Regions from separate parts of the Pan troglodytes genome. Here region 1 is linked to region 2. The links are chromatin contacts, called in public HiChIP or PLAC-seq maps. All regions are on one chromosome and are shown on one strand. The core of a region is the stretch at or near the end of the contact, and the rest is flanking DNA. Distances in the headings are between cores, read along the strand shown.

Evidence for each region. HiChIP or PLAC-seq counts read pairs in DNA pulled down with a chosen protein or histone mark.
Region 1: an H3K4me3 HiChIP or PLAC-seq map of stem cell-derived excitatory neurons shows a contact between it and region 2, with 6 times the contacts expected there. The contact joins the promoter of SOCS7 here to the promoter of EPOP in region 2. A contact is called at or near these places in 1 of 7 Hi-C or Micro-C datasets (stem cell-derived neural progenitor cells) and 1 of 1 datasets of contacts at active chromatin or transcription factors (stem cell-derived excitatory neurons).

What each region holds. Positions count from the first base shown.
Region 1 is chr19:29,739,615-29,744,166 of NHGRI_mPanTro3-v2.0_pri, reverse strand. SOCS7 (suppressor of cytokine signaling 7) reads left to right here and starts at 2,536. Exons shown (of 10, transcript XM_016931916.3): 1 at 2,536-3,721. The coding sequence starts at 2,745.
Region 2 is chr19:29,417,909-29,422,574 of NHGRI_mPanTro3-v2.0_pri, reverse strand. EPOP (elongin BC and polycomb repressive complex 2 associated protein) reads right to left here and starts at 2,938. Exons shown (of 1, transcript XM_016931893.3): 1 at 1-2,938. The coding sequence starts at 2,391. The coding sequence ends at 1,252.

The DNA of each region.
Region 1 (4,552 bases), core at 1,287-3,786, 320 kb before region 2:
CAGAGGGCGATGAAGAGCCAGGGACCTTGCCTGTAATCAGCTTGTAATGGGCTCTGAGGCCAGAGAGTTTCTCAGAGAGAAAGCTGGGGATCTTGGGTAGTCTTCTTAGGCCTCAGGTGTTGTGTGGTTCTATAGCAATTTCTCTTCTTTTATTCATTTATCTATATAGAGACACGGTCTTGCTCTGTCACCCAGGCTAGAGTGCAGTGGTGTGATCACAGCTCACTGCAGTCTCCACCTCCTGGGCTCAAGCAATCCTCCTGCCTCAGCCTCCTGAGTAGCTGAGACCACATCTGGGCACACCACCATGCCTGGCTAATTTTAACATTTGTTGTAGAGCCAGAGTGTTGCTATGTTGCCCTGGCTGGCCTTAAACTCCTGGCCTCAAGTGATCCAAGACCTGCCTTGGCCTCCCAAAGCGCTGGAATTACAAACGTGGGTAAACATGCCCCTCTCAATCGCTCTTCTTTTCTTCAGAAACCTGAGTGACACCTGAGAGGCAGCCAGGGGAAGAGAATGAACTATCTGGAGTCAGAGCTGGTTTTGATTTTCACTGCATCCTTTTGAATTGAGTGACTTTAGCTAAACACCTCACTGAGGTTTACTTTGTCTCTTTATGTGTGAGGAAAGATAATTAATTCTGTTGTGCAGAATTTGTCTCAGGAGACTCTTACAGGGCGTAAGGTTGAACAACAATTCCAGGCACTGTCCTTGGCACTGGAGAGTCCACAAGGGGCAAAAAGCAAACACGGCTTCTGCCCTCATAGAATTTACAGTTTTGTAGGGAGGACAGCTTTTAATCAACTGACCCCACAGACAGATTGCAAATTACACCTGCGCAAGTAAGTGCAACAAAGGAATGATCTCAGAGCCTGGGGAGGAGGAAGGGCCCAGGCAGGGAGATTTCCCTAAGGTAGTGAGGAGTGAGTTCAATCTGAAGGATGAGTAGGAGTTTACTAAGCAAAAAGAGAAAAGTCTTGCAAGAAAAGGGAATAGCTTTTCTTGCCCACATGTGTGGGAGCCTGCCGCAAGGTTGATGGGAATGCAGGGAACAGAACAAGGTGGAGCTTAGCAGGGGATGTGGCTAGAGAGGCAGGGGTTAGATCACACAGGGGTCAGATCACAAGATCACACATTAGCCTAAGAACAATGGGAAGCCATGAACAATTTTAATCACAGGCTATGAACACATTTCCATTCTGAAAAGGTCCCTCTGGTTGCAGGACTCAACCCTCCACCCTCTTCCCCTCAATGCACCCTCAGGTATTAGAAGTCACTGAGTTCTGCGGCTGATCCTTCCTCCTTTTCCCTTGCATCTCTCAATATCTCCCACTGGGACTATTTCAATGGGCTCCCTGCCTCCAGTCTCACCTCCTCCACACAAAAAGCTTGATCTTATTTGATCCTCACAACATGCCTGCAAGCAAGCAAAATTGCAATCCTTATCCCTGTGTAAAGATAAGAAGGCCGGGCGCGGGCGCGGTGGCTCACGCCTGTGACCCCAGCATTTTGGGAGGCCAAGGCGGGTGGATCACCTGAGGTCAGGAGTTCAAAACTGGCCTGGCCAACATGGTGAAACCCTGTCTCTACTAAGAATACAAAAAATTACCTGGAGCGAGGCAGGAGAATTGCTTGAACCCGGGAGGCAGAGGTTGCAGTGAGCCAAGATAGCGCCATTGCACTCCAGCCTGGGCAATAGAGAAAGACTCCATCTCAACAACAGCAAAAACTTAATGTGTTGTCTGTAGCCGTTACATTATGAATAGCACAAAAATTGAGTAAATATTCTTCCAGTATTTGAAACCGTTTTCTGACTCAGCAAAGAAGTTGCTCCCATCATTGACAATCCAATTAAGTTTTGTCTTTTTCAGTTTTATCAACCAACATTCACCTTTACAATTACACTCCTAGGTCAACTGCAATCACAGTTTGGCTACCCATGTAAGAGTTTGGCAAAAATCAATGAAAGCATTCTGTGAGAAAGAGTTATATGGAATTTGCCAATTTACTATTAATTGTAAATTGTGAACTACACATCCTTTATGTCAGTAAAACTTAACGACAAATTTTTGTACCTATATATGTGCATACATTCCCGTTCTCCCCCCAGAGAGCTGGTTGTTACACATTTATCAGTACAGCACTGGGTCTAGAACACGATTCATGTACTGATTCCACAAACATTCACTGGGTGCCAGGCGGACGGAGATACACATTAATGATGAAATGACTCAGCCAAGGTCACACATCGCAAGCGGCGTAGATGGCAGAACCATATGTGCTCCCAAGGCCAGCGGCGCGCTCCCAGGACCAGACCATGGTTTCCAAGGCCTCTCCACTCTACCGAATGGGATGGCCTGGGCCTGGGCGCCCAGGAAGTGAAAAGCAAGGGCCGGGAAAGGAGACCAACGCCAACCAACAGACAGCTCACCGCCAATAGGGGCCGGGGGCGCGCGCGGCGTCACTCGCCGTGGAGGCCAGCGCGAGCACGCCCTGGGGAAAGTGGCGTGGCTAAGCCCTTCCGGAAGTGACGTCGGCTTGGGGGCGGTGCTCGGCGGTGGCGGAGCGCGGCCTGGGCTCGCGCTGGGCTCCGCGCGCCCCCCGCCCCCCTCTATGAGGCAGAGGCCGCGGCGGCCGTTAGCGCTGTCGCTCCGGGGGCCGCGGCGGGCGGGGCTCCGGCGGGGCCCGGCCTAGTCCCCACCCCAGCCCGGCTCCCAGCCGCCCGCCCTCCCTCCCTCTCCCCGATGCAGGAGGCCGAGCTCCGGGATGGCGAGGCGGCGGCGGCGGCCGCTTCGTACCGCGTCCTGAGCCGCCTCCTTGGCTATGGAGAGGCGGCCCCCGAGCCAGGCCCTCCGCCACCGCCCCCGGGCCATGGCCCCCCGCCGCCACCCTTCCTCGCGCGGCCCGGCCCGCGGGGCTCCCGGCCGCCGCAGCTGATGGTGTTCCGCAACGTGGGTCGGCCGCCGGAGGAGGAGGACGTGGAGGCGGCCCCGGAGCCGGGACCCTCGGAACTGCTGTGTCCCCGGCACCGCTGTGCCCTGGACCCCAAGGCCCTGCCGCCGGGCTTGGCGCTCGAGCGGACCTGGGGCCCGGCGGCTGGACTAGAGGCGCAGTTGGCGGCTCTGGGGCTCGGGCAGCCGGCGGGGCCGGGGGTCAAGACAGTCGGTGGGGGTTGCTGCCCGTGTCCGTGTCCCCCTCAGCCGCCCCCTCCGCAGCCCCAGCCGCCTGCTGCCGCCCCGCAGGCCGGGGAGGACCCCACGGAAACGAGCGACGCGCTGCTGGTCCTGGAGGGCTTGGAATCGGAGGCCGAGAGCCTGGAGACTAACAGCTGCTCGGAAGAGGAGCTCAGCAGCCCGGGTCGCGGAGGAGGAGGGGGCGGCCGGCTTCTGCTGCAGCCCCCAGGCCCTGAATTACCTCCGGTGCCCTTCCCGCTGCAGGACTTGGTCCCTCTGGGGCGCCTGAGTAGAGGGGAGCAGCAGCAGCAGCAGCAGCAACCTCCCCCGCCCCCGCCTCCTCCCGGGCCCCTCCGGCCACTCGCGGGTCCTTCTCGGAAGGGCTCCTTCAAAATCCGCCTCAGTCGCCTCTTTCGCACCAAGAGCTGCAACGGTGGCTCCGGCGGTGGGGATGGGACCGGCAAGAGGCCTTCTGGAGAGCTGGCTGCTTCAGCTGCGAGCCTGACAGACATGGGAGGCTCTGCGGGCCGGGAGCTGGACGCGGGGAGGTGAGACCGGCCGGGGGCTGGCCGACAAACTTCCTTTTCTTGTTTGGTTTCCCTTTTTATGTATTGCTATCGCGATCCTGACAGTTCTTAAGATAGGGTCTTCAGGAGGAGGCAGAGACTTGGGACCAAAGGTGGTAACATCTCGCATAAGGTCAGCGCTAATTGTGGAAACAGCTTTCACTCTTAAAGAGTGCACACTCCATGACACTTCTCAGCTGGTTTGCATCTGTCTTGTTGGAAGATGGTTTCAGACCATCCTCCCATCCCCATCCTGGCATGGCTTTTTAAGTTTTTCCAAGGCGGCTGTGTGCCATTGTCCCTGGAAGGGAGATTGCTGGAAATGTTTGGCCTTTGGGGCAAAAAGCTGGTGTTGCACCTTGACCGCCTTGCTTATTCTGTGTACCAGCACCGCACCTCCCTTCACACTCATGCATGCAAATGACAGGAGAATCTTCAAATGGAATTGTAGGCCAGCAATCAATTGGACACCTCTATTCAAAGTTTTACTGTTTTCCTGGTTGTTCCCTTAGATGAACTTGGCATATCAAACTTGGGTGCTGACCACTGTCTCTGAGAATAGACAATAGCAGACCGGGCACAGTGGCTCACACCTGTAATCCCAGCACTTTGGGAGGCCGAGGAGGGCGGATCACCTGAGCTCAGGAGTTTGAGACCAGCCTGGGCAACATGCGAAACCCCATCTCTACAAAACAAACAAAAAATTAGCCCCCATCTCTACGAAAAAAATACAAAAAATTAGGCGGGAGTGGTCCCAGCTACTCGGGAGGCTGAGGCAGGAGGATCACTTGAGCCCAGGAGGCGGAGGTTGCA
Region 2 (4,666 bases), core at 1,689-4,188:
CAGAACCTCTGACCCCAAACCTAATCCCCTGGCCCTGCCCCCTTCGGATCCATCAGATCTCTGACAACTCCCGCAATCCCTGAGGCTGGGGTGTTGCGGGGGGAAGCTTAAGGTACCTCAGCCCAGGTTCCATCCAGACTCAAACTTTGCCCCTTCAAACCCCAGGGGACTCTTGAAGTTAGGCCAAGAGTCCTTTCATTTACCACCTCTGCAAAGTGCAGCTTGTTTTGTTTCCACTCTTTAAGGGGGCTGAGTTTGGGTGTCCAAAGAATGGACTTGGGCCTGCCTTCCACCTCCACCCCCTCTCATCCATAAATCGGTGGAGGCCCTCGAAAGGCGACTTGTTTGGTCTGATTTTATTGATTTCTTCCACCTTCTATTACTTTCCCTGGGACAGTGTCTAGCCCCTTCCCCAGGCAAAGTAAGCACTTTCCAGGAGAGGAGGTCCCTCAGCCCTACCCGTCCTAAGGGAAGTAAGTTGGGGGAGGGGGCTGATTAATCAAGGTTGGGGGAAATCTTTCTCACCGGCCAGACCTTACACTCGGAAAGCAAACAAGGAAAAAACGGGAACTCCAAAACTGGACAAAAGGGAAAGGTCGGCGGCTGAGGCTGAAGATCTCACCAATTAAGGGTCACCTGCACTTGAGGGGGCCTAGAAAGGGGACAGGAAGGGGGTGATCTTCCTCTTACCCAAGTTCCCTCACCCATTAAAGGCTCCAGCGGGGCTTGGAGCGTTAGGGAAGGCCTGAGGGGAGCAAAGGGTTAAAGGCCAGGACAGTGGGGGTGGGGGATGCCCCCAGGGAGCTGCCAATCATCTCCCCACCCCCACCACAGCCCCGCACCCCAGGCTCGCCCACAGACACAGTAACAACCGGTTTGTCCATCACCGAGGTCTCTCTCCTCTCCCCTTTTTTTTGGGTGGGGGGGTGTCTTTGAGCGGTGGCCTCCTTTGCTCCCACTGGGGTGCAGGCCCTGCCTCCAACGGTCCGAGATGGAAGGGGGCAGGGATTGGAATCTATGTCATCAGCCTTCTCCCGACTCCAGCCCTGGGTTCCTCTGCAAAGGATGAGGGGGAGGGACCGTCACCCCGAAAACTTAGGTGCTTGAATGAAGATCACTGTTATTTAGGTCCCTCTGCCCACAGCTCCTAAAATGTAAAGGAAGGGGACAAATGTGAGAAACGGGGCTCCCTCCTCAAGCCCGCGGTTTGGCCATGGTCCCAACTTTTCCCCTTTGGCAGAAGTCCCACGGTCAGCTTTCATCCATGTTGATCCCCCAGAATTTGAGGCCAGGGGGCTCGGGGACAGCGGGACCCCCCATCTGCCACCTCCACAGCGGGTGGGCGGGCGGGGGCTTAGAGTCTCCCTGGAGGCGAAGCGAGGATGCCGGCTTTAGGTCTCCGTCTTCCCCCACCACCAGGGCCGGGGGGCAGGGGAAGCAGTTGAGGAGGCTGAAGGTGCTCGTGGTGGGGAGCGTCGGTGCAGGGCGGCGGGGCTGCGCGGTGCGCGGAGGGGGCGCCGGCAGCCGGCGTTTCTTGGCGGCTCCCCGAGCCGGCCCTTTCGCAGGCGGCCGCTCTGGCCCCCGGCGCAAACTCGGAGTGTCCAAAGCGAAGCCCTTCGCGTAACACCAAAGTTTCGACCGGCGGATCAGACGATCGAAATGTTCCTGGCGGAGATCTCCGGGTGCGGCCGGAGCCGGGCTGGCCGTCGAGGGGCTGGCCGCTGGAGCCTCGGGGGCGGCCGGCGGGGGGTTTCCATCGACTTCGGCAGGCTGGCCGGGCAGGAACGGCCGCGGCGCCGTCCCGGGACCCGCGGGCTCGGTGGAGAGGCCCGCAGGTGGCGACGGAGGCCGGGAACTGGGTTCCTGAGGCGGGCTGGCGGCTGGGCCACGCTGAGGCTCGAGACCCGGGGCCGGGCGAGGCGGGGCCGAGGCGAAGCCGGTCGTAGATTCCCGAGGGTGCGGGGGCGCAGGGCAGCGGCCCGGAGGTGCACAGGAGCGAACGCCGAAGTGCGGGAAACCGCCTCCGCCCTCTTCCTCCTCTCCGCGGCGGGGGCACGCTGCGACGTCCGCATCCTCGCCGGCCGCGGTGTTAGGAACGCCGGGCCGCCCGGTCGGTGCCCAGAGGTGCTTCAGGCCATCCGGGGCCCAGCCGCCAGGGCGCAGGGGGGCCTGAGGGCCCCGCAGCACTGGGGACCGCGCCGCCAGCTCCCCAGGCCCCGGGCCCAGAGAGGACGCTCGGGGCTTGGCAAGGGCGCAGAAGGCGAGGGCACGCAGGCACAGCGGAGAGAATTCCTGGGTCCCCCGACACGGCTTCCGGGGCGTGGGGGAGCAGGGCGACCCTCGCGGGGACGCCGGCACTGCCAGGCGGGGCGCGGGGCACAGGGTCTCCATGGAGCAGCCTGAGGGGTGCCCACTGAGCGGGTCCAGGTCCCAGCGGCGGGATGCCCTGGCTGCCCGAAGAGCCCACGGGCGAGGGGAACATCGCCCCCCGTCGACGGGGAGGTCTCTGCTCACGGGCGCCCCCGGCCCGCCACCCGGGGCCGCAGAGCTCGGGCTCCCTCTTCGCTCTCCTCACGCGGCCCTCCCGGCGGCCGGACTCCTGGGTCCCTGTGAGTCCCGGCGGGGTCGGTCGCCCTTCTGCCGCCGCGTCCCCTTCGCAGCCCCGGCGGGAGACCCTCTCGAGTCGCCCGAAGCGCAGAGGCAGGGGAAACAAAGCGGCCGGCGGCCGCGGGAGGCGGGAAGGACCCCGGGCCCGGCACCCGGTGCCCGGGCCCAGGCGGCGGGGAGGGCGCCTTCCGCCCGCTCGGTTTCTTTCTTCCCCGCTGGCTCCCGGAGACCGCGTTATAGAGAACTGCCCCCTCGCTGCCCCAATACCAGCGCCGGGGCCGCGAGCCCGCTGCTGATTGGGCCGCACCGCCCGTGACGTTAGCCCGGACCCCACCCCTCCGGCGGCACCGCCCCCGTCCCCATTCCGCACACAGACACACACACGTGGACCCGGCGCGGCGGCGGCTGGGAGGGAGCGCGGGAGGGAGCGTGCGCGGGTGGGATCGCGAGGGGCCAGATGCGCCGCCGCACGTGGCCCGGTGGCGTCCTGGGATTTCGTCGTCGCAAAGCCACTCGTTTTTTCCCGAGCAGTCACGGTTTTGCATCTGTAAAATGGGACGGTTCATATCTGCCCTCTTGGGACTAAAAGAGCTATGTGAATCAACGTAGATGAATCTCAGAAATAATGTTTAGGGGAAAGATGAAATGAGGCAATGGTCGTTTACAAGCTTTGCACAGCAGGGATTCTAGCGGGCCGTGAATGGCCCCTAAAACAGTGCGTGGCACACAGTAGGCTCAAAAATGCTGTAATGTATAAGTAGTTAATAATTCAGTACTTGTATGCAAGATGAACAAAAAAAATAAATTTGGAAGGGTGGGAGTGTTATTACATCCATGGAAGCCGATAAATAGGCTGTCTCAGTATCTATTTCCATTTCTCTGATGCAGTATCTAAATACTCCGCCTCAACTAAATTCCGAGGGCTGGCTCTGCAACCCCTGACCCCCAATCCCAGGATGCCCCCCTCTGAGGTTTGATCTGCCAAACAGGTTGAAGAGGCCAGAGGAGGGCACGCGCAGACCCTCACTCTCATCTGCCCCAAGGAAAATAAAGAAAAAGTGAATTCCCAGTACAAATTCTGATAATGCAGAACACACCCCCACCCTGTTCTATCCCCTTAACCTTCTTTAGTTTCTGCATAGCTTATTGTTACATAAAAGTCTGTAAATGGATTTATTCTTTAGTGTCTGTCTCTCCCATTAGTCTGGAAATGAGTTGACGAGAACTTTGTCTTGATCATCGGTGCATCCCCCACTGCCTAGAACAGTGGCCAAGATATAATAGGTGCTCAATCAATATGTGTGAATGAATGAATGAATGAGCAAGTGAGCGAGTGAATGAATCCTTGGGATATTTCTCTCTTGATAAAAATCAGGTTATTGGAATACTGCCGTTTCCTATCTGTGGAAATACAGAGATTGGTATGATGACTTGGGGTAAAGGTGTGGAAGAATGCTGGGGGCGGCCCCACAGATAAATATCTTATTCTGGGGCCAGGACAAGAGAGGGTTTCAGAACGGGGACAAATGATACAGCTTGCCTCCGGGCCCTTCTAGCAGTGACAACAGAGGTGTAGTTTCCCTATGTGTCATCAAATAACATCTGGGAGGACAGGGGTAAGGAGGATCTGCCTCCCCCACCTGCAAAGTCCAGAGGTAAAGTCCCTAGGTGGGGCGAGGGTTTGAGGAAGGAGGAGGTGTGATGTTCCATTGCCCAAAACACTCACCCTCTAACATCTGCAGAAGAGCTCTCCAGGGCAGTTGTCACAAGGGGGGATCCTGGGGTCCTGCCAAGTCATGAAGCTGAGCTGGGTCTAGACTCCAGGGCTCATAATTGCTCGAAAAGCCCACCTCTACACACACACACACACACACACACACACACACACACACACGGAAAGTTCTGGAAGGATGATCTTCATGGCTGTCTCTTCTGCAGGACAGTGCTGAGGACTCATCCTCAACAACAGTGCCTACTTGCACTCCTGTGCCTACCACAGTGTAGACACAAGGAGAGAATGCCCAAGAAAATGATCAGTATGAATAAATGAGTGAATATT